Linked DNA regions of Mus musculus: region 2 is linked to region 1. The links are chromatin contacts, called in public HiChIP or PLAC-seq maps. All regions are on one chromosome and are shown on one strand. Each heading gives the region's core, a stretch centred on a gene start, on an enhancer-like site or on the middle of the called end of the contact. The rest is flanking DNA. Distances are from core to core; before and after follow the strand shown.

Region 1 (7,551 bases), core at 3,357-5,856:
CCACAGAGCCCAAAGCATTTCCTCCACAGGGCAAATAATACCTATGCACCCAGCACCTAAGGATTTCTCCTAGATGACTCCGCTGTCACAACCCCTACCCAATCCTTGGCTCTTGACTCTTGCCTTGCTCATTATATAATGCAAGCCAAGCCCAGTTCCTGTAACTGAAGATCCTGAAGGTCTGCTTTCCCGCTCCTGATTTATTTAGATGCCCTTAAATGTATCACTCGTTCTCCCTCTCCCTCTCTTTCTCTCTCTCCAAGGAGGCCACAAAAATGGACACTGAAGAGTTTTCCCATGAAGGCAAAATTTGGGAAATGAAGAGTGTCCATGATCTTTGTCATATAGCCTTTGCTTCACCTTGTTTCGTGAAAATGCACCCCCTTACACACACACACATACACACTCTCACACACACACAAACACATACACACAAAAACACACACTCAAGAACCTTATTTTTCTACATAGTTATGTTAAGAAGTTCTGGCGTTGAGCTGCACTTTTAATGTTTTTAATTTTCAAAAGCTACTTTCGTGAAACAATATTATTGTTGTTTTTTAAATCATAAATCAAAAAAAATATTTCAACATTATCATTTCTTTATGTTGTAAGAAGAAATGGATGGCTACTCTTGGATTCAGCTGGAAGTGAATGAGGCATCATGAAGGTAGAGAGAGGCGTTTTAACTCTCTCTACCTTGCTGCAATCACACAGACAGTTCCTTGGAGATTTTGCTGCTCTGTTCTTACAAATGTGAGCACATCACAGACGTGAAAGGTATTTGGGAACAAAAGCAAACAAGTGGACTTTCTTATTTCAGTTAAAAAAAAAGCTGTGGTTAAGGAGAAAAATCAATATTTTATATTTAACTGAGCATATTTTTTATTTTTTGAAGTTCTATTACAAAAATATCTAAAGATCTGCTTCAAGATCTACTCATTAGCTCACTGATGAGGGATGAGATTAAACTCAGAAGACAAACCACTTTGATATGTCAACTTCATAAGATCTTTGAAGGTTAGCAAGGTACTTGAGTGGGAAAGCCCTCAAAGGTAGAGATGTTGCTGTACAGAAAGAAGGAAGACATTTTAATAAGAGGTGACTTGCCGGGCAGTGGTGGCACACATCTTTAATCCCAGTACTTGGGAGGCAGAGGCAGGCGGAATTCTGAGTTCGAGGCCAGCCTGGTCTACAGAGTGAGTTCCAGAATAGCCAGGGCTACACAGAGAAACTCTGTTTTGAAAAACCAAAAAAAAAAAAAAAAAAAAAATGACAAAATTCCTTGATACAAAAGACTAGAATACACTAAAATAATAATAATAATAATAAAAATTTAAAAACAAAGTTTTTCCAAACTCCAGTCATTAATCTTTTGGGAGCCTTTTTATAAGCCAATTCTACAAGAATAACAACTTTCAAATGATAAAGTTTCACATTAATGATGTGCCATGATATCTGTTTTTGCCTGAAAAAAAAAATGCTTTGATCACATGATATTCCAATCATATTTCATTACTGAAAGGGTAAACTAAAATGAATTTTATAGTAGGCACATCTAGGTCCCAAGGATGTATGTAGTTTATCTTAATGAGTCTCTGTGACACTACAATCTTAAATATTTATAGATGAAAGAAGGAAGCCCCAGAATACGTGAGGACTTAGAGGTTTATTTTTAGTAAAGGTCTGAAGCTTTTCTCATGCTATATATGATATCACACAAATTCTCTAAATCCAAAGTCCATAAAGTGAATTCTTATTGCTATGATGAAACATCATGGCCTGGCGGCAGTGGTGGCGCACGCCTTTAATCCCAGCACTTGGGAGGCAGAGGCAGGCGGATTTCTGAGTTCGAGGCCAGCCTGGTCTACAGAGTGAGTTCCAGGACAGTCAGGGCGATACAGAGAAACCCTGTCTCGAACAAAGAAAATGAAACATCAAGGCCAATAGCAATTTCGGGAAGGGGTGAGAGGGGGGCGCTGCTATTTGGCTTACAGGTCCAAATCAATGTTAATCACTGAAGAAAGTTAGGTCAGGAACTCGGACAAGAATCTGAAGCAAGAGCTGGTGCAGAGGAAATGGAGAGATGCTGCTCACAGGCTTTTTCAGTCTACTTTCTTACAGAACCTAAGATAACCAACCCAGGAGTGGCTCCACCCACAATGGGTGGGGCCCTCACACATCAATCACTAATTAAGAAAATGCCCAGCACCCTTTTGGACAGCCCAATCTTCTGGATGCATTTCCTCAACTGGGCTTCTCTCCTCGCAGATGACTCTAATCTGTGTCAAGTGGACATAAAATTATCCAACACACCACATTTGAGAAACTAACTGCCATTCTGGTATACAGGACACTTTGCCTAAAATACAAGAAGAGTATTGCTGTAACCAATAAAATATGACTCCCCCTCAAAAAAAAATAATTAATTTCTAACTGTATTCACCAAGACAAATAGCTAGTAAAAACTGGAGTATTATAGAAACTCACATATGGAAAAACCTAGTTTTAACAGTAAGGATGAATGAAGGAGTATAGGGCAAAAGACCATGATGTAGGAACATGAGCAGGAAGGAGACCTAATTTTAGTTTTCTTATGCTGATGATGATTTTTTGAATCACATATTGAGTAGATTGCTAATTGCCTAGAAATCTCACTTAGCACTGCATGGCCTTCCATGATCAGGGCCTGCCCAAGACGAAAGTAAAATGAAACAAGCCTACAATAAACTCCACTTACTATATACACTCCTAATTTACCACTGGAGAACACAGTATCACTTCACTTCTCAGTGGTGTGTGTGCTGCATGGACACAGAAGTCAATGGTGACACACCCAGCAGAAGCTCATGTGGAAAATTATAGCTTCACATTTCTGAAGTTTATCTTACAAAAGAGAGAGAGAGAGAGAAAAAAGCCCAGAGCCAAACATTACAGTAATTATTCTATATGAAATCATATGAACACAAATGTGATTTTGTACTGCATATCAAATTAAAAATAAACAGCCAAGTTATTGTTGTTTGCAGACAGAGTTAAATCGCTGTTATTAAATAGCGCACAATCTCATATGAAAACAAGAGTTTGGACAAACATTCTTGTCATTTGAAACTTGGGTAATTTTTCAACGTAATTGGTCTAGACTCCTAGGGAAAGAGATTGTTCTGTAGGTGGTGACTGCATCTGTTTATACTTGCTTTCTCCAAACAGGAGTAGAGAGGGAGGCACGAAGACTAAAATTAAAGGAAAAGGGAAGTGATAACATACACTAACTACCCAAAAGAGGATCTCTCCGTCTCTTTTGTTTTAGGCCATTATAGTGTTGGGTTGAGCAAAGTTGAGGTATCAACTCTGGAGCGCTAACCAGACTATGTGCCTCTCTGACAAAAAAAAAAAAAAAAAAAAAAAGAAGGAAACCTGACTGAACCCAGTGTCTGGAGATCGTTTGTGGTTATATAATGTTCCTCCAGTCCATTCCCCCTTCCTCCATCCTAGGCAAATAGGCCGGAGCATTTTCTCATTAATAACAGGACACAGTTTCTTTGTCACAAGTTTTAAAGGGAGATAGCTTTACCCATCTAAGAAATGAGGGGTGTGTCTGGGGCTGGGGATTCCCTCTGTTGCTGGAGTTTGGACAACCCACCCCCCGCGCCCCCCCAGCATCAAACAAACAGAGTGTGGTGTTACACGAATATTATCACTTGGGAGGCTGAGCCAAGAGGACTAGAGGACTAGAAGGTCAGTGTTATCCTTGAGGACATAATGAGGACATCTTGGATAACATGAGGCTCTGCCTAAACAAACACGGGGGGGGGGGAGAAAAAGTCTGTGTTTGCACACCCCCACACACCCCAAAACAACAACAAAAATAAAACCAATTGGGAGAACAACGGAAGACAGGGGAGAGAAGAGCAGGCTCCCAAAACACAAGTTAAAGACATAGTAGTCATTTTTATTATTACCTCCTAATATCTGAAAATAAAGTAGGTGTCAAATGATTTGTTCATGGATTTTTTTTAAAGATTTACCTATTCATTAAATATATACAGAGTTCTGCCTGCATGTATGCCTGAAGGCCAAAAGAGGGCACCATATCTCATTATAGATGATTACAAACCACCCTGCAGTTGCTGGGAATTGAACTCAGGACCTCTGGAAGAACAGCCAGTGCTCTTAACCTCTGGGCAATCTCTCCAGTCCTTCCTTCCTAGATTTTAAACAATTTTGTTTAAGAGAGAGAGAGAGAGAGAGAGAGAGAGAGAGAGAGAGAGAGAGAGAGAGAGAACCATACTAGTAGATCAATAATGCAATCCTTATAATTACAAAAAAAAAAAAAATCTTTGCAAGATAGGGAGCAAATACCTTCCAGAAATGTTAAAACAAAACAAAACCAACAAACAAAATCAAAAAGGTTAAACTCCAAGATGCTCTGACATGGTGTTAGCCTGGAAGAAACTAGTAACAGTCCAGTGACCCACCCAGAGTGATTTACTCAGTGAGTAAGATACTTAAGCTCTGTGTTATCATGACTACGGATTAGGATCCACCGCCAAGCCTTCCAGTACACTAGGTGGCCTTCCCACATCTGAGCTAAGACTATCTATGGATTCAGGATTCCAATCTGGAGTCCGTCATTTGGATACCAAATCCCACTCCCCATATCTAACCCACAGTATCTCTGGGTGTTCACTGGTGCAGTAAGATAAAGAGAAAAGACGTCATTTGCAACAATGGAGTTCACAGAAAAGGTAGAACAAGTATTTCCCAGATTCTGCACAAAATCACTTGAGAAGGGGCTAGCAAAAATGTCCAGGACTCAAATAAGAGACTCCAATTCCTAAGTCTTGAAGGACAGGTCTGAGAGGCAAAAGTCCACAGCAAGAACCACAAAGAAAACAGAATGTACTGAGAAAGAGGTCCTGAGGCAGGTCGTGAGTTAGAAGAAAACATGTGAATGAGTGGTTAAACAGTCTGGACCACTGATCCCTGCTTCCAAGCCAAGACTCTTGAGAAAGCTGAACTTGGCTAACTTAGATCTAAAAAGCCTATGGTTAGCAGAGCAACCAAGAGTATCTGGCAACACCAGGGCATGAATAGATAAAAATCTAAGGATTTATACTGACATGCTAAGGCCTTTAGAATACTGCCAAGGCTATTGAATAATCCTTTAATAAATATTCATAGCAATGAGCACAGCCATTGGGCGTATGGTTAACTGTCACTATCTGCCCATAGTCCACATTTTAAAATTCCTTTCATTTCTTCTTTAAGCAAAGGCTTAGTGTGAATAGTTCCCAAATAATGTCAAAAGCATATCATAGAAAAACAGGTCAGTTTCTCCCACATTTGTGGTTTGAGAACCGGGTCAGAGCAACATTGTAAGCTGTCTCTCTTATGAACTGGAAGAAAGATTTACAAGTGTACCTTGAGACAGCTTAAGACTGTTCCGTTGGGCTAGAGAGGTGGCTCGGTGGTTAAGTGCACTGGTTGCTCTTCCAGAGGTCTTGAGTTCAATTCCCAGCACCTACAAGGTAGCTCTCAACCATCTATAATGGAATCTGATTTCTTCTTCTGATGTGCATGAAAACAGAGCACTCATAAATAAATAAATCTTAAGAAGGCAATGAAAATATTCTGTTAAAAAATGTTCCATTTAGAGACTTTTCTAGTATTGCATTTCTGTTAGTGAAACTGTAAGCCAAAATTAACTGGATTCAGTGGCGCTTGCTTGCTTGCACTCTCAACCCTTGGGAGGATGAGGCAGCATCATTTCTTGGGCTAGATATTGAACACTAGCCTCAGCAACACAGTAAGAGTCCATTTCAAAAACTATAGCAACAAACAACACAGAAGGATTTGCTAAGGAACACTCACTCACTAATGGTGTGTTCTGACACATACTGGTACTGATACTTGAAGGTGAAAGACAGTCCCCATTTCATTTGTAATTCAGCATCTTTAATTAATTCAGATTACTGAAGCCATTCTTTTCTTCAACTCTTAAATAACTAAAATTAAACTAAAATTCTCTTCAAATATACATTAACTACACATAGTGGCGATTGGGGCGGGGGTTGATGGAGGGTGGCGATAGGAGAACCCATAGCTAGTTATACCTTCCCTTCATACTTCTCCCAGTCTGGTTAGATCAATGACTACTGACACCAGGAATTTCCACTGAGACCAAGGATTTTCCAACCTGAAGATGGCCAGAAAGATCTATTCTATCCATACTTGCATGGGAATGAACTGTCTTCAGTGTAGAAAAAAATGAAATAATAACACAAAAGAAAAAGAAAGAAGAGTGATTTCTGTTTAGCTAGTGGTCTCTTCTGCCCTAAATCTGATCTCACCCGTGTGTTTTCTGTGGTTGGAGCTTATTGAGTCAATGTAATTTCACTACTGAAGACATTTCCTTCCTTGGTAAACACATGCCTCTAATAGTCTAACTGCCCTACTAAATTCAGTTTTTCTCTCTCTAGAGTGTCCTCCTTAAGATCTTTTTAAGAGATTTTCATTGTTGGCTCTGCAATTCTCTACTTTCTCCAGTTCCTACTTATATTGAGAGAGAGAGAGAGAGAGAGAGAGAGAGAGAGAGAGAGAGAGAGAGAGAGTGCGAGCGTCTTCATTTACATCTAATGATATGCTTATAGGTAAAAATATTACTGTATGATCAAAGTTTTTGTTTTTTTGTTTTTTGGGTTTTTTTTTTTACATTGCTGTGAGAGTTAACATTCATTGTCATCATGACCAGATGAAGAATAACCTTTGCTGTGCTGGTAGCAGCATCACCAAGGCTGGGTGCTGGAACTGAAGAAAAGGAAGAGAGAGAAGGAGAAGGCAAACTGAGGCCAAGTATCTCCCTCAGTCTGCTTCTCCAACAAGGGCACAATGGAACCAGCCATGTCAGATTGCAGCTGCAGTGTCTTCTTGCCCTGAAATACTTCATCTCTTAAATCCTGAGCCACAATCAATCCTTCTTCCCCTAAGTTTCTCCCATTTGGTACTTTGTCACAGCCATGAGAAAATGAAGTGACACAGCCTCCAAGCACCACCCATAAAGCGTGACAAAGCCACCAGAATGAGCTCTGGGGGACTTCCAAGATTGCTTTAACCAGCAAGGGAGGAGATTGTGTTTATGAATTGGATTTGCTTAGATAAAGGAAGTTACATAAATATAACATATTTATTGTGAGCATATTTATATTGTGGTTCAATACAATATCCTCCAAACACACACACACACACACACATACTCACATATGTACAGAAGTGTACACACATGCAGAGTCTTTACCCATCTCAGTTTCTCTTTCTTTTTCTTTTTCTCTTTCTTTTTCTTTTCATACTAGGGATCCACCCCAAGACTTCAGATATGCTCTATCAGTCCTCTGTAAAATGAGAGTCCTACATCCAATGTAATGGTCTGTACTAGTACATAAATGCCACTATCCTGAAAACAACGTTAATAGAATGTTTGGACAATAGGGAGAGGAGACGAGTTGGAGAGGAAGAGAAAGAGAAGAGGGGAAATTCCAAGGTGATTCACAA
Region 2 (7,551 bases), core at 1,289-3,788, 210 kb before region 1:
TGTAAGTCCTAGGTTGCTTCCAGACCCCCACATCCCCCACAACCCCCACCCCTACCCCAGGAACTCTGCCACTACCAGGTGGTTGTGCTGGAAGTGATGTCAGCCAATGGGAAGCCTAACAAGGACAATACAACCAGAGATAAACGCAATTTCCCATCCTTCTTTGCTTGTCTTCCATGCATCAACACGTTCTGTGACGACTGGGACTTTTTCCTAAGTTTAGCATTTAAAATACACAGCATCTATGTAGAAAACATGTTATCTGTATTTTTCCAGGGCGATTGCATGAACCGGCTTTTCATGATGTCTGCTGTCATCTCTTCAGACCCTGCTTAATATTCCAGAACTGGATATCATTCCAAACTCTTATGTTACACTATGGAAGACAAATTCCAATTCTGATCATCTCCCCAAAGAAATGCATCTAAGTTCTCTGACTCGTGTCTGGGAATTTTAAATGACATCTGAAGAACAAAAAAAAAATGAAACACTGTCTTAGGTGCAAAATGCTTTTAGTGGCTTTGGGTAGGCAAGTTAGCACATGAAACTTTCTTCATCAAGTCTGTGGCAAGTTTAATCAATAGCCTGATATTTCCATGTAGCAATCTGTGTTCATCATAGTTATGACATCTTTAACACCTGTGGTGTATATATAGTCCAATGCTGCAGGCTTTATCGTTAGTTTTACAACCTACTCACAATAAAGACACATTCTCCTGTTTTGTTTTGTTCTGTTTGGGGGAGGGATATGAGATAACTAACAATCAGGGAATAGCAATCATTTGTTCCAGATCATTAGTGCCCTGGACCCCATTCTGCGCACATACAAAGCAAAGCTTCTCTAGTGGGCTTTCTTCTGGATAGAGATTAGGAACGTATATTTTCTTGGCTTCCCACAACAGGCGGTACACATCTGCAATACTGTGTAAATGTATGGAAACACTGAGCTCCAAAGACTAGAACAAATAAATATGATCCCAGGGCTTCGCCAGGGTGTTAGACCTAGGGTCCCCCTTTCAGCACATGACAGACTTAAGCATGCTTGATACGAAATCCAGCCTAATTACATTTAATCCTTCGAGTTGTCATCGGAATAGATGTGCCTATTTACAGCACATATTGCCTGTGTTGTGTGCAGGATGTGGAGTTAGGGAAACATCCCACATTAGTGACTATGCAGCGAGAACAGCTCTCTTGCTTGTAGGTAAACATGAGTTTATTATAGCTTGCTTAGAGTTCAGGCAGAATATTTATAGGCTTCTCTAATGAAGATGGGTAAACCCGATAGGATCTTTGCAAGCGTGATGCAGGGTTCTGTGGAGTGGAGGGATGCATCTAGATGAGAGAAGAGGGTGTAAAAGGCAGCTTAAGAAATGATGGATTCCTTTATCCTCTCAAGGAGATGAAGGTCCATTACCTTCAACCAATTTTCTATAAATTGAGCTCAACTGCTCTTGAGAGTTTTCCACACAAGTGGATTTTAACCTAAGCCTGTTTTAAGCATGGTCACCCTTCCATGTTTCAGGAGCACCTATACTTCTAAGATTTAGGAAGCGAAATGCTGTACCATCTGGTAGTAATTCTGTTAATGTACACCAGATTATTTTTTACAAGTGTATGATTTATCATATTATCAAATTCTTTGGTTTTAAGGAGATAAAGACTGAAGCGGTCAGACGTTACCAATCTATGTTTGGTTTAAAAGCATCTGGCCCTTTAAACAATAGAAAAAGTCCAGTCAGCATTAGGGACTTTGGCCTAGGAATGAAAATTGAAATTATTCTTGAGGGAGAATCTTTCAGTGTAGACACCATAGAGGAATAAAGTTAATTTTGGCCAAGCATAAATAATGAAAAGGAAATCCCAGGTCCCTTTCAAAGGTTCAGATGAGAAGTAATTTAAACATGAATGGCTTCAAATGTTTCTTTGATTTCTGCATTTGGGGCCTCTTGTAAAGAGAGAGGGCCTTGTACAATCAGTGAACTTTGGAATGTACTACTTAAAAAAGAAGGTTACAATTCATTTTGTTTGAGGTAAACAGAAAGAAACCAAACGCCACCTGGCCATCATGAACAATCAGAGATACCTGACTGGCAAAGCAAACTGTCGAAACACAAAGGCTTTCCCAAGCCCAGGCTGATACCAGTGAACTTTGTCAACTCAAAGATAACATTTATAGGCAATTCTTTCAAGTAAATTTGAAGCTAGATTTTTTTTTCCTGAGAAACATTTCATTTGAGATTAATAGAACATTGAAAAATAAAATAAACGGGTTAGAACACCATCCTTGAACCCATAAAAGATTGTGTCTTTAATTTGGCAAGAGACTTCAACCTATAATTAAACAAAGTGCTCCCAGACTCCGGTGAAATTCCACTAGTCTACGGCAATTTGGAGAAATTGACTGGGCTGATCAAATATATCAAAGTGCATAGAACTGAAGGCACTGAAAGCAGAGGGGTAAGAGTATACTCACTGTGAGCAGAAATCAGGACAACACTTGTGTTTCTGATTTCTGTACTCTAGGTAGCAGGTTACCGTCAAGAGCCTGAGGCAGGAAATACCTTTTGGCAGCCTGGGCTCATCCTGCATCGCTATAGTACTTGAGATAGGGATAGCTCACTGAGAATTAGTTTGAATTCTGAACTCTCACTTTTGTGGAGAGATTAGAAAAATGTCTAGTAGCCTTTCTTCTTTGTGAGGGGAGCCCTTTGGGCTGGAGGATTGAGGACGGTAATTAGAAGCACAGGGTGAGGAGACAGGCAGATCAACAAGGCAGCCCTCTTGTGTTGTCTGACAGTCTGGATATAAGATGCTGGTGGGGCTGGCATTTTGAGAAGAAATAATAGTAAAACTGGCTTAGCAGAAACCAGTTTTGGGGAAAAAAAAGCAAAGAATCAGAAGAGTAGAATGTTGTCTAGAGACTAAATAGAAGACTATACGGATAAAATATTGATGTATTACCAAAATCAAAATGCTTGGGATTATATAGGATGATCACATATGTGAGGTCAATTATATACACGGAAGTCTAACACTTTACTCAGAATATCCCTGACAACTACATAGTATTTTCCAAACTGCTAAGAAGTTACTTACTATCCTAGAAATCAATTGTCTCCAATGTGGCTTCTACCACTTTAACTCTGCCACTGGACATGCTTGCCTTGCCTCTGTGGCTCTTGTGTCAGCTCACAGTGATTGTAAGGGTTATCCGAGGAATGATAACTTGGTATGCTAAATGATCTGGGCAAGAATGAGCAGACAGACTACACAATATCAAGGCTGCCAAAGGTATACGTTACACAAGACATACATTTGATGCAACTTATGAACCTGTGGACCAGGCTATGCTATCATTTCACAAATGTTTGTTTGTGTTCGTGAACCTTCTACGCAATTTATTCCACAAGTTGTTTATTTATTAAGTTAAACTCTGATCTCTCACAAGTTCTCACACTCTCTGGCTGGTCATGACGTCACATATTAATGATAGCCTGGGACTGCTGATCTTCCCATCTGCATTTCCCCAGTGCTTGCATTACCAGAATGATCCACCAGACCCTGTTCATATGGGACTGGAGATCAACCCCATGGCTTCCTGCATGCTTGGTAAGGAATCTCTCACAGAAGCCACATCTTCAGCCCATCATCACTGAAAATCAAGACACTGATACACAGTAACTTAGAATGAGTGTTTTCATTCATCTTAAAACTCTTACAACTCCCTTCCTCTCTCCCCACCCATTCTCCACCTTTTCCTTCTTCCTCTATGTTCCTGTTCCTCCCCCTCCCCCACTCTCTGGATCTCCTCTTTCCTAGGCTCTCCTCCTTTCTCTTTCCCTCACTTTCTCCACTAGCTTGCCAGCCCCTCCCCTCCCCTCCCTCCCCTCCCCTGCTCAAGTTCTTTCCATTAAGGATCTGTACTGGCTAGTTTTGTGTCAACTTGGCACAGCTGGAGTTATCACAGAGAAAGGAGCTTCAGTTGAGGAAATGCCTCCATGAGATCAAACTGTAAGGCATTTTCTCAATTAGTGATCAAGGGGGAAAGGCCCCTTGTGGGTGGGACCATCTCTGGACTGGTAGTCTTGGGTTTTATAAGAGAGCAGGCTGAGCAAGCCAAGGGAGGCAAGCCAGTAAAGAACATCCCTTCATGGCCTCTGCATCTGCTCCTGCTTTCTGACCTGCTTGAGTTCCAGTCCTGACTTCCTTGGTGATGAACAGCAGTATGGAAGTGTAAGCCGAATAAACCCTTTCCTCCCCAACTTGCTTCTTGGTCATGATGTTTGTGCAGGAATAGAAACCCTGACTAAGACAAATTGGTACCAGGAGTGGGGTATTCCTGTGACAACCTGACCATGTTTTGGGGAGGACTGTGGAAGGACTTTGGAACTTTGGGCTTGAAGATCCATCCGTTGTTAAGAGCTCTGTCGGATGTTGTGTAGGAGCTTCTTGGAAGATAATGTTGAGAACACTGCAGAAGATGGAGGTCTGGTTTGTGAAATTTCAGAGGGAAAATTAAAGACTCTTTTCAGGGCCATTGCTGTTTTGATTGTGAAGATTCTGTAGTTCTGGTTAGCTGGGGCTGAAGAATCAGCTGTGATTAACAAGATACCAGAACTACTAAAGCAAAAACTTGGCATTACTGGGACTATTGATGCTGGTTAGCTGGAGCTAAGAAATTAGCGGTGATTAAGAAGAGACCAACATCATTGAGGTGACATCTTCTGGGAAGTGTTTTCTGAAAGCACAAAGAGGCTGTGTTCCAGAGATGGCCAAGGTTGTACTCCTGCTGCAGCGGGACTTGGTAATATGTAAGGGTCACCCAGGTGGTACTGGTTTTGAAGGCATGAAGGGGTCACAAAGAGCAGCTGAGGCTCAACACTGTGAGAGGCCATGGAAGGCCATTGGTGAAGGTGCAGCCGCGGTTGCAATTGAAGGCCCAGGACTGAAGGGGTCATGCAGTGTTTTGGAGATGCCAGTACCATGAGATGACCACCAAGAGCAGCAGCAGCAGTGGAGTACAGGCATCTGGAGCCTAGAGGATGACGCGTGTGCTACAAAGGGCCTGGCTGGAGAAGTGACCCAAGCCCTTGGAGGAGCCCAGAAGATCGTGAGTTGGATCCCAGACATTGGACGGTTGGAGATTGACTTTTGCTTTTGATTGTGACTGTGCCCTGATATTTTCCCTCTTGAAGGAAGAAACTGTTTTAGTGGAGCCCACAGTTAAGAGACTTTTAATTGTAAAAAGACTTTGGATTTTAAAAAAAAGATGGATATTTTAAAGAGATTGAAATTTTAAGAACATGTAAAGGCTGTGGGACTTTTAAAGTTATTCAGATCTTGGGGATGAATAAGATTGTAAGGGTTGAGGCTTACTAGTGATGTTTTTGTGTGTCAAGTTGACAAGGGGTCAATTGTACTGGCTAGTTTTGTGTCAACTTGGCACAGCTGGAGTTATCACAGAGAAAGGAGCTTCAGTTGAGGAAATGCCTCCATGAGATCAAACTGTAAGGCATTTTCTCAATTAGTGATCAAGGGGGAAAGGCCCCTTGTGGGTGGGACCATCTCTGGACTGGTAGTCTTGGGTTTTATAAGAGAGCAGGCTGAGCAAGCCAAGGGAGGCAAGCCAGTAAAGAACATCCCTTCATGGCCTCTGCATCTGCTCCTGCTTTCTGACCTGCTTGAGTTCCAGTCCTGACTTCCTTGGTGATGAACAGCAGTATGGAAGTGTAAGCCGAATAAACCCTTTCCTCCCCAACTTGCTTCTTGGTCATGATGTTTGTGCAGGAATAGAAACCCTGACTAAGACAGGATCTAATCTAGATTCATATGTATGCTAGACAAGGATAGTACCAAAGTACTATAGGCAGAGCCCAAACAGTCTGGGGATTCTAGTATAATCTAATTCACAGAAGGACCTAATAAATAGGGAATATACTTTTATTCAAGTTAGTACAAAAGGAATTGTGGTCTTAAACTGTGGATTGTAAATCACTGCAACTAGGTTCAAACACATTGTTATTAATCAAATGAGAGTCATTATAAACAATACTTTTTTTTGTAATGGGGAAATAATAAATTCTATCGTGCTGTCATTCAAAGCTAACCATTCCAAGCTCCTACCAAAAGACAGACACAGGAACACAGGTCTTCACTGAAGATGCTTCAAATACAAGAGACAAATGATATAAATCAGGATTTGCAACAGCTCTAAGAAGAATACTTGACAAAAGACCTGGTATGTATTTCAGGAAGGATGATAGAGAAGACTCCTCTGAAGAAACTGCTTCAAAATCGAGAATCAAGGGGTTATGGAGAGGGCTCAGCTCTTACAGCAGGAGGCTGATGACCAGAGTTCACGCTAGAACTCAAACGAAGCCCAGACACAGGAGCTCAAATCTCTAATCTTAGTATTTCTGTGGTAAGATAGAAAGAAAACTGGCCACAACTTTTGCCAGCTGGCACGCAATGCAATGATAAGAACCATGAGACCCTCTGCCAAACAAGGAAGGCAAAGACCGAAACCCGAGGTTGTCATCAAACCTCCACATGTGGCAACGTGATACACACCATTACGACTTAAAACAAACAAACAAAACTTGCAAACCACAAACACAGAGAAGGGGGAGGGAGGGAGGGAGGGAGGGAGGGAGGGAGGGAGGGAGGGAGGGAGGGAGGAAGAGAAGGAGGGTATACATACATGCACCACACATGCACATAAACACACAGACAAAAAATTAAATTTAAAAATTTACGTTGGTTGTTCCTGTCTAAAGAAAATACAGGGACAAAGAGTGGAGACTGAAGGAAAGTCCATCCAGAGACCATCGCACGTAGGGATCCATCCCATATGCAATCACCAAACCCAGTCACTACTGCAGATGCCAAGGAGTGCTTGCTGACAGGAGCCTGATATGGATGTCTTGTGAGAGGCCCTGCCAGAGCCTGACAAATACAGAGGCAGATGCTCGAAGCCAACCATTGGGCTGAGCAAGGGGACCCCAATGGAGGAGTTAGGGGAAGGACTGAGGGAGCTGACAGGGTATGCAACAACATAGGAAGAGCAACAACATCAACCAACCAGATCCCCCAGAGCTCCCAGGGACTCAACCACCAACCAAAGAATACACATGGGACCAAGGGTTCCAGCTACATATGTAGCAGAGGGTGGCCTTGTAGCGCATCAATGGGATTGGAGGCCCTTGGTCCCCTGCAGGCTTAATGTCCCAGTGTAGGGGAATGCTAAGACAATGGGGCAGAGTGGGCAGGTGAGTGGGGGAGCACCTTTCTGGAGACAGGGGAAGGAGGGTGGGATGGGAGATTTTGGAGAGGAAACCAGGAAGGAGAATAACATTTGAAATATAAACAAAACAACCAATAAAAAAAATTTAAAAGAATTTAAGTTGGGATGTGAAAAATTACTTAAAACACAAGGAGGGTGAAGAGGTCAGGACATTCCAGGAAGATAAAGTACAAAAAGCAAAGACTTTCATAAATCAACAAGAAGCTTGATAATCAAAATTTATAATACGAACAGTTGCCAAATCC

The links. HiChIP or PLAC-seq counts read pairs in DNA pulled down with a chosen protein or histone mark.
Region 2: an H3K27ac HiChIP or PLAC-seq map of extraembryonic endoderm stem cells shows a contact between it and region 1. The contact joins two enhancer-like sites. A contact is called at or near these places in 2 of 484 Hi-C or Micro-C datasets (nephron progenitors and neural progenitor cells), 5 of 115 datasets of contacts at active chromatin or transcription factors (astrocytes, embryonic basal ganglia, embryonic stem cells and 2 more) and 1 of 9 other capture datasets (embryonic stem cells).

What each region holds. Positions count from the first base shown.
Region 1 is chr16:72,706,181-72,713,731 of GRCm38.p6, reverse strand. The region is part of intron 1 of Robo1 (roundabout guidance receptor 1); the gene reads right to left. Among named protein-coding and RNA genes, the nearest start is that of Robo1, 47 kb to the right of the region's middle. Within about 2 kb of position 4,606, at least 2 of the 459 cell types and tissues checked have an H3K27ac peak or open chromatin away from gene starts, as enhancers often do. A contact at or near this core is called in extraembryonic endoderm stem cells, where this site is marked.
Region 2 is chr16:72,914,753-72,922,303 of GRCm38.p6, reverse strand. All of the region lies in intron 3 of Robo1 (roundabout guidance receptor 1), which reads right to left. Among named protein-coding and RNA genes, the nearest start is that of Gm52248, 39 kb to the right of the region's middle. Within about 2 kb of position 2,538, at least 5 of the 459 cell types and tissues checked have an H3K27ac peak or open chromatin away from gene starts, as enhancers often do. A contact at or near this core is called in extraembryonic endoderm stem cells, where this site is marked.